Regions from separate parts of the Mus musculus genome. Here region 2 is linked to region 1. A link is a contact called in public Hi-C data. All regions are on one chromosome and are shown on one strand. Each heading gives the region's core, a stretch centred on a gene start, on an enhancer-like site or on the middle of the called end of the contact. The rest is flanking DNA. Distances are from core to core; before and after follow the strand shown.

The links. A called contact is a pair of places that touch in the nucleus more often than the background predicts.
Region 2: a Hi-C map of cortical neurons shows a contact between it and region 1, with 4 times the contacts expected there. The contact joins the enhancer-like site here to the promoter of Adcy8 in region 1. A contact is called at or near these places in 1 of 39 promoter capture datasets (3T3-L1-derived adipocytes), 3 of 484 Hi-C or Micro-C datasets (cerebral cortex and cortical neurons), 4 of 115 datasets of contacts at active chromatin or transcription factors (SST interneurons, embryonic forebrain, forebrain and 1 more) and 1 of 9 other capture datasets (embryonic stem cells).

Annotation. Positions count from the first base shown.
Region 1 is chr15:64,919,748-64,925,258 of GRCm38.p6, reverse strand. It overlaps Adcy8 (adenylate cyclase 8), which reads left to right and starts at 2,963. Exons shown (of 18, transcript NM_009623.2): 1 at 2,963-5,107. The coding sequence starts at 4,154.
Region 2 is chr15:65,416,673-65,422,183 of GRCm38.p6, reverse strand. No RefSeq gene overlaps it. Among named protein-coding and RNA genes, the nearest start is that of Gm23907, 280 kb to the left of the region's middle. Within about 2 kb of position 2,138, at least 15 of the 459 cell types and tissues checked have an H3K27ac peak or open chromatin away from gene starts, as enhancers often do. A contact at or near this core is called in SST interneurons and cortical neurons, where this site is marked.

The sequences.
Region 1 (5,511 bases), core at 1,714-4,213:
TGAGACTTGGACTATCCAAATGTACCTAAAGGTACTTATATATAAGAAGCCTCAGTGTGCAGTATCCTACTCAGTAAAATGGGAATCCTAAAAGCAGACAAAGCCTGACTCACAGAACTACTGAAATGGTTAAGTGGGATACTTATGAAGGACTTGGGGATGAGCTTGACAGCTGGTAGGGGCTGGGAAAAAATGTCACTAGCCTTACAATTACCTTTAAGCCAAGGAATATGACAACAAAGAAAGCTGAGCCACCCTTCAAGGGCATCAATGTTTCACCAGGAGAAGCAACGAAAATGAAGATCTGGGATTTAATGGAGGATCTATAATCCCTTTGGTAGGAGCTACACCACTGTTCACAAAGCATATCATCAGATGGCATAAGAGGACCTCGTTCGTGGTCACTAGGGATATCATAAAAGGCTTTATGCAAAGACACTACTCTGGTTTGAAGAATGGGCTGTGCAGCATTTTAGGGGAGAAAGATGAAACGAGAAGTCCAAAAATAAAGGGAAATGTCATTATATAAAAAAGTAAATTTAAAATGTCAAAATACTGTAGTGGGATCACAGTAGATACTGTGAAATATATAGGGAGTAACAGCACGTTCCTAGTCCCTCCCAGGCTCCAACACAATGCTTGGCATGTCTTGAGTAAGAAATCATTTGGTGGTTGGCATATTACAAAATAAGTATAGTATTTGTGTGCACCCAAAGTTCTCGTTCAAGAACAGAATGCTCTGGAGGCTGAAGAGCATCATGTCACCCCAATAAGAAGGACCACGCTTGAATCTTCTGCGCAGTCAGCTCTCTCACTTTACAATAGACTGTGATAGTGCCCTAATAAGAAAGAAAAGGTCAACTGGGCCAACGTGATGTTTTCTCCGAGTTGCTTTTGCTCCAGCCTCTGACTTCATGAAATTCTTGGAGTTTCTCCTTGCAGCAAGCTGTGCTCATTCATCAACCTGAGTCATTTTATCTGATTGAGCCCAAGTCTCCCCCTCTTTGGTCTGCCTCCTCTTGCTGCTGAATAAATCATCCTGGGGAGAGTCCAGCTTGGAGGAAGAATTGTACAGGAAAGTTCCATCTGCCTTCAACTCCTCATTGATCCAGGCTGAACCCTCGGGCTCCAGGAAACAGAAGAACCCGAGGAAACGTCTCCCGCAGGCACTGATGCTTAGGTGGTCACGGACGCAGGTGACTGCACAGGTGCCCTCAAGAAGAGAAAAGCCACAATCCCATCTCTATGTCCAGACCAGAGAGCTTTGGGGAAACTCTTCACTCTTTAGTCCCTTTCTCTCCCCTCCTCCAAATTAAAAGATTAGCCACCCTAGAGTTTCAGAAGTTTCGGAAAGCCTGAGTCCAAGAATCTAAAAGTAGAATAAACTGTTCAGGATGATGTATACATTGGTTTCGTTAATGTCTACATAACAACCTGGCTTTTGGTTTTAGTTTTGTTGTGTTTTGGGTTTGGTTTGTTTGTTTGTTTGTTTGTTTGTTTGTTTTTAATGCTTTGCTCTTAATTTCTAGCTCCCAAGGGTCAACCAGACCCTTAAGGATCAGTTAACAAATTAATATGTTCACAAGCTGAACTTAAAATAGAATCAGCTTTCTTTCTATTCAAAATCCATCGTTTAATCGAGTTCCTTCTCTCTTGAGTGCACCAAATTCCAGAAATGCTGGTGAGGAATGATAACACCTTAAAGGACTTTCCCCTGTTCTTTCTGGATGCTCTATGCGAGGCAGGTGACCTATAAGACTTGGAAAGAGGAGTCAAAACACAGGTTTCTGGGGCACAGTCGCTACAAATAACCCTGAGAATGGTTTGGTGTGGATGGGAGGAGGGCGCTCTGGATCCTCAGGGAAAGCTGTTTTTGCTTAGGACCAAAAGGAGCTAGGAGTTTGCACTAGAAGAAGGCATAAAAAATCGCCTTCTCGGGGTTGGGGTCGGGGGAGATAGGGTGGGGTGGGGGTTGGGAATAGTGTCCTGGAGACCGCTTGGCCAGGTCATTTAGGCTTTCATGGGACGCCGCGGGGTTGCGAAAGCGCCCAGAGCCTGACGTCATTGACCATCAGCTGACTGTGTTCAGGGCCCGAGCTTCACTGGCTGCAGCCGCAGTCGCTGTGGCAGAGGTGTTGATTTCCACCACCTGCAGAATGGGGCTCCAGACTGGTACTGCTACCAGATCCCTGAAAAGCCAGACTCCAAGGACCCCGCTGGATTGGATGCTGATGCAAGAACCGCTGCGGGGCAACTTGGGTTTTGACCGCGACCCTCAACATACCTAGGCAGGCAGGAATGCTGCCTCCAGGAGGCCCCTGGAAATGCCTTTCCGAAGGTCCTCCTTCGCACCTTTCTTGACAGCCCAGTCAAATTTAGTATTCGAAATATGCAGACCACGCCCCCATCCTAATACCCTCTACTACCCAGACCCCGGGAGCAGAGAAAAGTAAAAGGCTGCCCACCGCTATGAGAGTGGCTTCTTGAGAGGATTTTAGTTTTAATCTGAAAGTTGGCATTAAATACACACACACACACACACACACACACACACACACACACACACACTACATCGCTCTCGAGTGGGGAGGGCGGAAATGAGCCCCTCTAGTGCGCGTCTCTGGTCTCAAAGAGTTCGTGGGCAAAGCGGCCTACGATCCTGGCTCTGCACCTGCCAAGGGCAGGAGCCAGTGCTTAAAAAAGAACCGCGGAGGAACCAGCGGGCGCGGCCAGCTGGAGCGCTCCACCGCAGAGCTGCCAGGCTCGGGGCTCCAGCAGCCCGCGCTCGCTCGACCCACCGGTGCGGCCCTTCAAGACCTGGGGCGTCCTGTGCAGATCTGGGTGCCTCCGTGTCCCAGCCCCCACCCCTCCCCCACCCCCATCCTGGGTTCCGGGGGCGTGGTTTGGCGCGGGGGCGGGTTTAAGTCGCCGCGGGTGTCTGACCGCTCTGACAGGTCTCCAAATTCCTCCCAGGCTCCGGTCCCGCTGCGCGGTTCCGAGCGCCCAAGTAGCCCCGCGCTTCCCTGGATCCGGAGGCGTCTCATCGACTTCCACTCGGCCTGGAGCCTCTTCTCGCTCAAACCTTTCGCCTGCCGCCTCACCCGCCAAGGCTCGTTTCTCAGGCTCAGGAATCCGCTCCTGTGGCTTCTCTTCGAACTCAGCTGTTGGCTTTATTACCCTTCCCACTTGTGCTTTCCTCACACCCCCTGGGGTCTGGCAGGCCCAATGGACTCCAAAGAGCGAAGTGAAGGGAATGGGAATTGTGTGCTGCGACCCATCAGAATCGCTACTAGCAGCGGTGACTTAGTCCTGTAGCGGAGGCTGGGACCCTGGGGCTAGCAGCGCCACGATCTTCCTTGAGGAATGCATCAGTCCAGAACCCGCGCTGCCAGTATTTGCTCTGGAAGTGGCCACAATGAGGAAGGAACCGAAGAGAGAGCTTCATTCAGCACACCTCCAAATTAACTGTTTGGTGACTTGTTAGTGCTAAGGCTACCACCTTTCTCCTGCCCTCCCGCGGGGCGCCCTGCCGCCTCACCATCACCCACACCTCCTGCCTCATCGCGCCCGCCTCCAGCTCCGCCCCGGCTCCCCATGCCGGCGCAATGGAGTTATCCGAAGGGCGATGATTGCCGCCACAGCTGCTAACTTAGCACCCATCCTAGCCATCGGTTACCCTTGGCCAGCCTTTCTGCAGCCGCCGAGACGTGGGCGTCCAGAGTCCAGTGCCGCAGCCAGGACCCGCCCGACGCGCAGCAGAAGCGCGGCGCCCAGGCGCCTCTTGGAGAAGGAAGACTGCGCCAAGACGCTGAGCTTAGAGACAGCCAGGGGGCTGGAGCGCAGAAAGGGACAGCGTGGCTCAGAGCGCTGAGGATTTCGCGGACAAACAGCCACCACTTTCACTGCGTATCCAAGCTGAGCTGATTGGCGGGAAGGTGGCTTGCCAGTACACAGGGGTCCGCTGCATTCTACCAGGAACACCTTGCTCCTGGGCTCACTATGACTTGACCTGTGGGGGCCCTGCTCAGGGCTCCTGCAGTCGAACAGCTTAGGAAAGAAGGGATCGCTGCCAAGCGGCCTTTGGGTCTTTAGGAACCCCTATCACCAACTGACACAACCAGTGTCTGTGCCTCCCTCCCCGCGGACCCAAGCCATGGAGCTCTCGGATGTGCACTGCCTTAGTGGCAGCGAGGAACTCTACACCATCCAACCGACGCCCCCGGCCGGCGACGACGGGAGCGGCTCTCGGCCGCAGCGGCTGCTGTGGCAGACGGCGGTGCGGCACATCACGGAGCAGCGCTTCATCCACGGGCACCGAGGCGGCGGCGGCGGCGGGGTCTCCCGCAAAGCCTCGAACCCTGCGGGCAGTGGACCCAATCACCACGCGCCGCAGCTGTCTAGCGACTCGGTGCTGCCTCTCTATTCTCTGGGCCCCGGAGAGCGAGCGCACAACACCGGTGGCACCAAAGTCTTTCCGGAACGCAGCGGGAGCGGCAGTGCCAGTGGCAGCGGGGGCGGGGGCGACTTGGGCTTCCTACACCTTGACTGTGCCCCAAGTAACTCGGATTTCTTCCTCAATGGAGGATACAGCTACCGAGGGGTCATTTTTCCAACCCTACGCAACTCCTTCAAGTCTCGGGATCTGGAGCGCCTCTACCAACGCTATTTCCTGGGCCAGAGGCGCAAATCGGAGGTAGTGATGAACGTGTTGGATGTACTAACCAAACTCACCCTTTTAGTCCTGCACTTGAGCCTGGCCTCGGCTCCAATGGACCCTCTCAAGGGCATCCTGCTAGGCTTTTTCACTGGCATCGAGGTGGTGATCTGCGCCCTCGTGGTGGTCAGGAAGGACAACACCTCCCACACTTACCTGCAATACAGCGGCGTGGTCACTTGGGTGGCTATGACCACCCAGATTCTGGCAGCAGGCCTGGGCTATGGGCTTCTGGGCGACGGCATAGGCTACGTGCTTTTTACACTCTTCGCCACCTACAGCATGCTTCCCCTGCCTCTCACCTGGGCCATCTTGGCCGGCCTGGGCACATCTTTGCTGCAAGTCACCCTTCAAGTACTCATACCCAGGCTAGCGGTCTTTTCCATCAACCAGGTAACTCCTGCTTGCACTTGCTTTTCAGCTCCACTCCCATGGGTTGTTTAGAAATAACTTCTAGAGAGCTGGGGAGGGGGCATTCTTGTAAGTTTGCTTCCTTAGCTTACTTAGGCTTTGTGCGTCTCGGGGGGGCTGGGGGGGGGAGTCAAGGCTCATAATAACTGAAACAAAACGGCTAACTTTACTCTTCTACTCTGGCTGGTAATTGTCCTCTAACATAAGCCTTTCCACTGACACCCAAAGTCTACAGGACACACAGAAGAGGAGAACTGCCTAGATTTGAGCTGTGGCGCTTTGCTAACTCACAGCAGATTGCTGTAAGGGTTTCTTCACTTGGCTTTCTGCTTGGCTTGTTTCTGAATGGATTTCATCTTTGCTAAACATGGAATTGCAGTGCTGGG
Region 2 (5,511 bases), core at 889-3,388, 500 kb before region 1:
TATCATGAATGTCCTTTTCGGTCTGTGTTACTTCACTCAGGATGATATTCTCTAATTTGCCTACAAAATTCATGTCCTTACTTTTTAGTAGCTGAGTAGTATTCAGTCTTGTAAATGAACTACATTTTCTTTATCCATTCTTCAGCTGAGGTACATTTAGGTTGTTTCCAGTTTCTAGCTATTATGAATAAAGGTGCTATGAGCATAGTTCAGCACATGTCCTTGTGTTATGGTAGAGCATCTTTTGGGTATATGCCCAGGAGTTTTGCTGTGTCTGGAGGGAGAGAAAATATGTGCAAACCAAATTTAGAAAATACATTAAAATCATAATCCACCATGATCAAGTAGGCTTCATCCCTGGGATGCAGGGGTGGTCAATATATGCATCCCCATCAATGTAATCTACCATGTAAACAAACTGAAGAAAAAAATCACATGATCATCTCATTAGAGTCTGGAAAAAATCCTTTGACAAAATTCCAACACCCCTTCATACAAGGCACATAAAGAAGCATAATAAAAGCAATATACTGTAAGCCTATAGCCAACCTCAAATTAAATAGAGAGAAACTTAAAGCAATTCCATTAAAATCATAGACATTACAAGGTTTCCCACCCTCTATATAGATCAATAAGACAACAAAGAAGATCAAGAGATACAAATCATAAAGGAAGAAGTTAAAGTGTCACTATTTGCAGATGATATTGTAGTATACATAAGTGACCCCAAAATTCTACTGGAGAACTTCTACAGCTGATGAACACCTTCAGCAAAGTATCTGAATACAAAGTCAACTAAAAAACGAACAAATAAAGAAGCAAACAACAACAAAGCAGTAGCCCTCCTTTATAGAAATGATAAATAGGCTGAGAAAGAAATTAGGGAACCAACACCCTTCACCATAGCCATAAATAATACGAAATATCTTTTTGTAACTCTAACCAAGCAAGGGCATGATGTTTATGGCAAGAACTTCATGTCTCTGAAGAAAAAAATAGAAGAAATGGAAATATTTATGCTCAATGATTGTTAGGATAATATAGTGAAAATGACCATATTATCAATCTACAGATTCAGTGCAAGTTCCATTAGAATCCAACACAATTCTTTACAGACCTTGAAAAATCAATTCTCAACTTCATATGAAAAAACAAACAAACAAACAAACAAACAAACAAACAAAACCAAGATAGCTAAAACAATCTTCAACAATAACAGAAATTCTGGATGTATTACCCATTCCTGATCTCAAGATGTCCTTGTTTTTAATCGCTGAGTAATATTCCATTGTGTAAATGAGCCACATTTTTTTTCATCCATTCTTCTATTGAGGGGCTTCTAGGTTGTTTCCAGTTTCTGGTTATTACAAATAAAGCTGCTATGAACATAATTGAGAAATTGTTCTTGTGGTATGGTGGAACAGCATCTGGGTTTGTGCCCAGAAATGATATAGCTTGGTCTTCAGGTAGGACCATTCCCAATTTCCTGAGAAACCACCAAATTGACTTCCAGAGTAGTTGTAAGAGTTTGCACTCCCATCAGCAATGGAGAAGTCTTCCCTTTGCTCCACAATCCTTGCTATCATGAGTTATTTCTTGCATTTTTTATCTTATCCATTCTGAGGGTATAAGATGGAATTATAGAGTCATTAACCTGGTTTTCCTTTAAAGATATTTTAAAATAACATTGTTTTTTATTCATTTATTATGTGTTCGTGTGGGTATGTACCATGCAGGTTCTCACAGAGGCCAAAAGAGACCACCAGATCCCATGAAACTGAAGTTATATGCCATTCCTATGGGTGCTGAGTCTTTTGCAAGAGCAGCATGCACTCTTAACTTCATAGGTATCTCTCTTTCTCCAACACAGTTTGTTAAAGCAAGTTCTATGAATGTACTAGCCATATCATGCAGAATTCTTCAGTGGTAAAAGGAACAGTGCTCCTCATATGCATTTTTCAGCTGGGGAACATGTATAGCAGAGGTTTTTTTAGTGTCTTTCTGGGTCTCACAGCTTTTATTGGTCAGGCTGAGTTGTCACCCATCTCTAATTCCAAATGCATGGTCTGTGTACTAATTCTCCATGAGTATTTTATCTGTATCAAGTAGCTTCTTACTCAGCATTCTTCAGGATTAACTATCACTGATTACCATTCTTACAGCTTCTTCTATTTTTGACTCACATCCTGTTCATAGTGAGTTACTATGGAGACATGACATATTATCAGTTTCTTTGTAAGACAGTGACCTGGCATATTTAAAAATGTTCTGGGTTTCTTAGCAACTCAACCAACATTATCCGGCTTTGCTTCCATGATCCTTTGCCTAAGTAAATGCATTCTCTATCATGGGCTAGTTTTGGGGGATGGTAAGAGAGTGTTTAGAAAGGAAGTAAAGATTAAACGCATCAAATATAGAATCCGTTCTAGTCAATGTCTGTTTCCTCTATGTTAAGGCATTTAAAAATACACAGAAATGATGAAATGGAAAAATGACAGGATTTAGATCCTATAAAATTTCAGTTCTATCCCCATCTTTGTCATAACATCTCGGAATAGCACTGTCTCCCAGGGTCTCAGATGCCTCACATCTAAAATAAGACTTTATGGCCTTATATTCACTTGAACCAGTCATGATACAAAAATGGTCTGAACATGATAAATTCCTGAGATTCTAATGCTAGTACCAATTTAAGTGTTCATTTGGTTTTATTTACTTAGAGATATTTGATGCAGTAAAGGGAAAATCAGAGATTACGGTTGAGAAACTGGAGATACTAAAGACCCTACCATCCCATTATGTCATGCAGGGTGCAAGATGCTTCATAAAGTTTCTTAATGTAAGGGATATGTGCAGATATTGTGCAAGGAAATTCCCAACCTCCATCAGTGAGCTCAATGGGACTCCTGAAATAGAGAGTGCTATGATGAGGAAAAACAGCACCCAGTAATATTCAAACATCTTAAAAGAACATAAGGAGTCTTTGTGGGCTTATTGTTCCATCCTTATCTATCTTCAGTGCATTGAATATAGGCCTCTCTTATTCACTATAGACATATAATAGAGATAGAATGTGTATACCTTTGAACACAAATGTCTATGTCCAATATTTTCTCTAGCACCTGACTAGCCAAGTGACCCATAACTTCAGTTATTTTTTTAAACTACATGATGAATAAATTAATAAAAATTAACACAAGAGTATTGAACAAGGCACAGGACAGTATCTAGAATATATCACGTACCAAGAAAATAGTATTCTCACTAACAGGCACTGAGCTTTAGACTTATTTTTTTCTGCATATTGACTTGACACATGATTTCCCTCTTGTGTAGATACTTCTCTGACTTGACCCCTGTGGTAACATTATTCAGGATTCGATTCAATAGGCATTCCTCTGGAGAACCCTTTTCCTAATATGACTTCCAGTTTCCCTAGAAGATTTCTCTCTGTAATATCTGTGTGTAGATGTGTGTGCACATATCATCTCTTGTACATTTGTGTCATATCTTGAACTATTATAAGGCAATCACATGGCATTCCTGTCATCATTGCTCACACAATTGTTCACTTAAGCTTCATGAAGGGAAAGAGCAACTCAGCTGTGTGTGTGTGTTTCCAGAATGTACCACAGTGTCATTGAGATGCTTGTGCATTTGTAGGTCAGCAGAAGAAGGAAGCAAAGAAGAAAGGAGTGAAGGAGGAATAAAGAACAAAAATAGAGTAATCATTTATTTGTACTAAGGGACTGGCACATCATGGAGACTGGGTAACCAGTTTAGATAATATTGAGATTTTCCTTAGTTTTCTGAAACACATTTTAGTTATAAGCTTGAATAGTGAAAGAGTAGAGTTTGGTGATGAACTGACTGAGAACAAAGGGTCAAGGTGGAATGTTTTCTTAACCTGTTTTTTTTTTAATGTGCTATTGGGCAGTGGAGATTGTTTTATCATCTAGTTCAGGCTCAATAGAATTCTCTGGTTGATGAAGATTGGAGAATTTGCTCATTTCTCATCTCTCAGATGTGAGTGATGTCACTCCATGTGGGAGAATCTGGAGTAATTCCACTTAATAAACTTCATTACTGTAAAAATAAAATAATATAACAATGTTTGTTTTCATCCCTAAACTGAACTACCATATCATCTTGTTTTCTTCCCTTTTCTTTTTAGGGATTCGATGGTGAAAATTTCATCTTGTGAACTCTACTTAGATGTTGCTGCTCTAGAAAATCCACCATGCGGAGTGTCCATTTGTGTATTTCCAACACTTGATCACCACCATGCCATAGAGGTTTTAAAATTGTCTTTTTTTTTAAATTTTGTGAAGTACCTTTATTACATTATGTCATTCACTTCTAGAGAGATAATAAGAGGAAGGATAATTATTCCCATTTTACAACAGAGGAAATAGAGCCCCAGGGTGGTTTAGATAACTGAAAATAAATAGATGAAAGACAAGATATTAAGGGTGTGAGTCACACATTGAGTGAGTATTACAGTTAGTCAGAGATTTCCCCAGTCCTCACATTTCACTGACTTGCTAAGTGTCTCTCAGGGTTTCCTCTGAACTAGATACTTTACTTGATGCTCCAGAGGGATTAGTAAGACGAAGTCTCCAGTCTCCTGAAACACAGAGTGGTTGAAAATCAGATCACCTCTGAGCAGAATTCTACCCGCTATAATTAAAGCAAATTCCAAGAGTGTATAGAAGGCAAGGGAAATGCCACCTGTGTGTGAGTCTTAATTTAAATTAGTAAATGGGGCTGCTTGAAGTATAGTCAAATCGTATCAGTGCAGGGTTTGGTGATTAGTCCCACTTGTACATAGGGAAATTTATGCCTGGGTGTGTCAGTCTTGGTTAAAAAACACCTGGTACTTCCCTTTTGTTCCCTTCCTTTCCACAGATGACAATCATATGTTTGGTATTAGACCATCTTCAATCTCAAGGCTCAAGGTAGATACTGTTAGGATTAGAGATTCATGGATGATGTACCATGAGCTATCTTTGGAGGATAATTAAATACTAACAAAATGGATGAGAGCATACCAGCAGATGGAAGGAAGAACAGAGGTGAATTCCAGGGATGAGGTACTGTTACGTACTTCTAAGATCAAAGCAGCGTAGTTGGTCTTTATTGAAGGGACAAGGGAGCTAGAGAATTGTTTAAATGAGTTAAGCAAATTTTAGTGTAACTACAAGAATCCATATATCACTTCTCCTAATTGAGTACAGTGCTAGAAATGGGATCTGTATTCAATGACATTTGTTGTATAATATTGAAAGGGATGATAAACGTTATTGACTGCTCTTCTTACTCTCACATATGTTAGCTAGTCATCAAAATGTCTTTTTTGATACCATTCCATTAGGAAAAACTATAATTCAACTATTAATGCATTTGTGAAGCCCACTGCCTTAGAGAGAGACACAGTACTTATAGCTCTATGTTGTGAGCAAAGGTTAGAAGAAGGCAGGGGTAGAAAAGAAAGCTGCTCAAGGCAGTGAC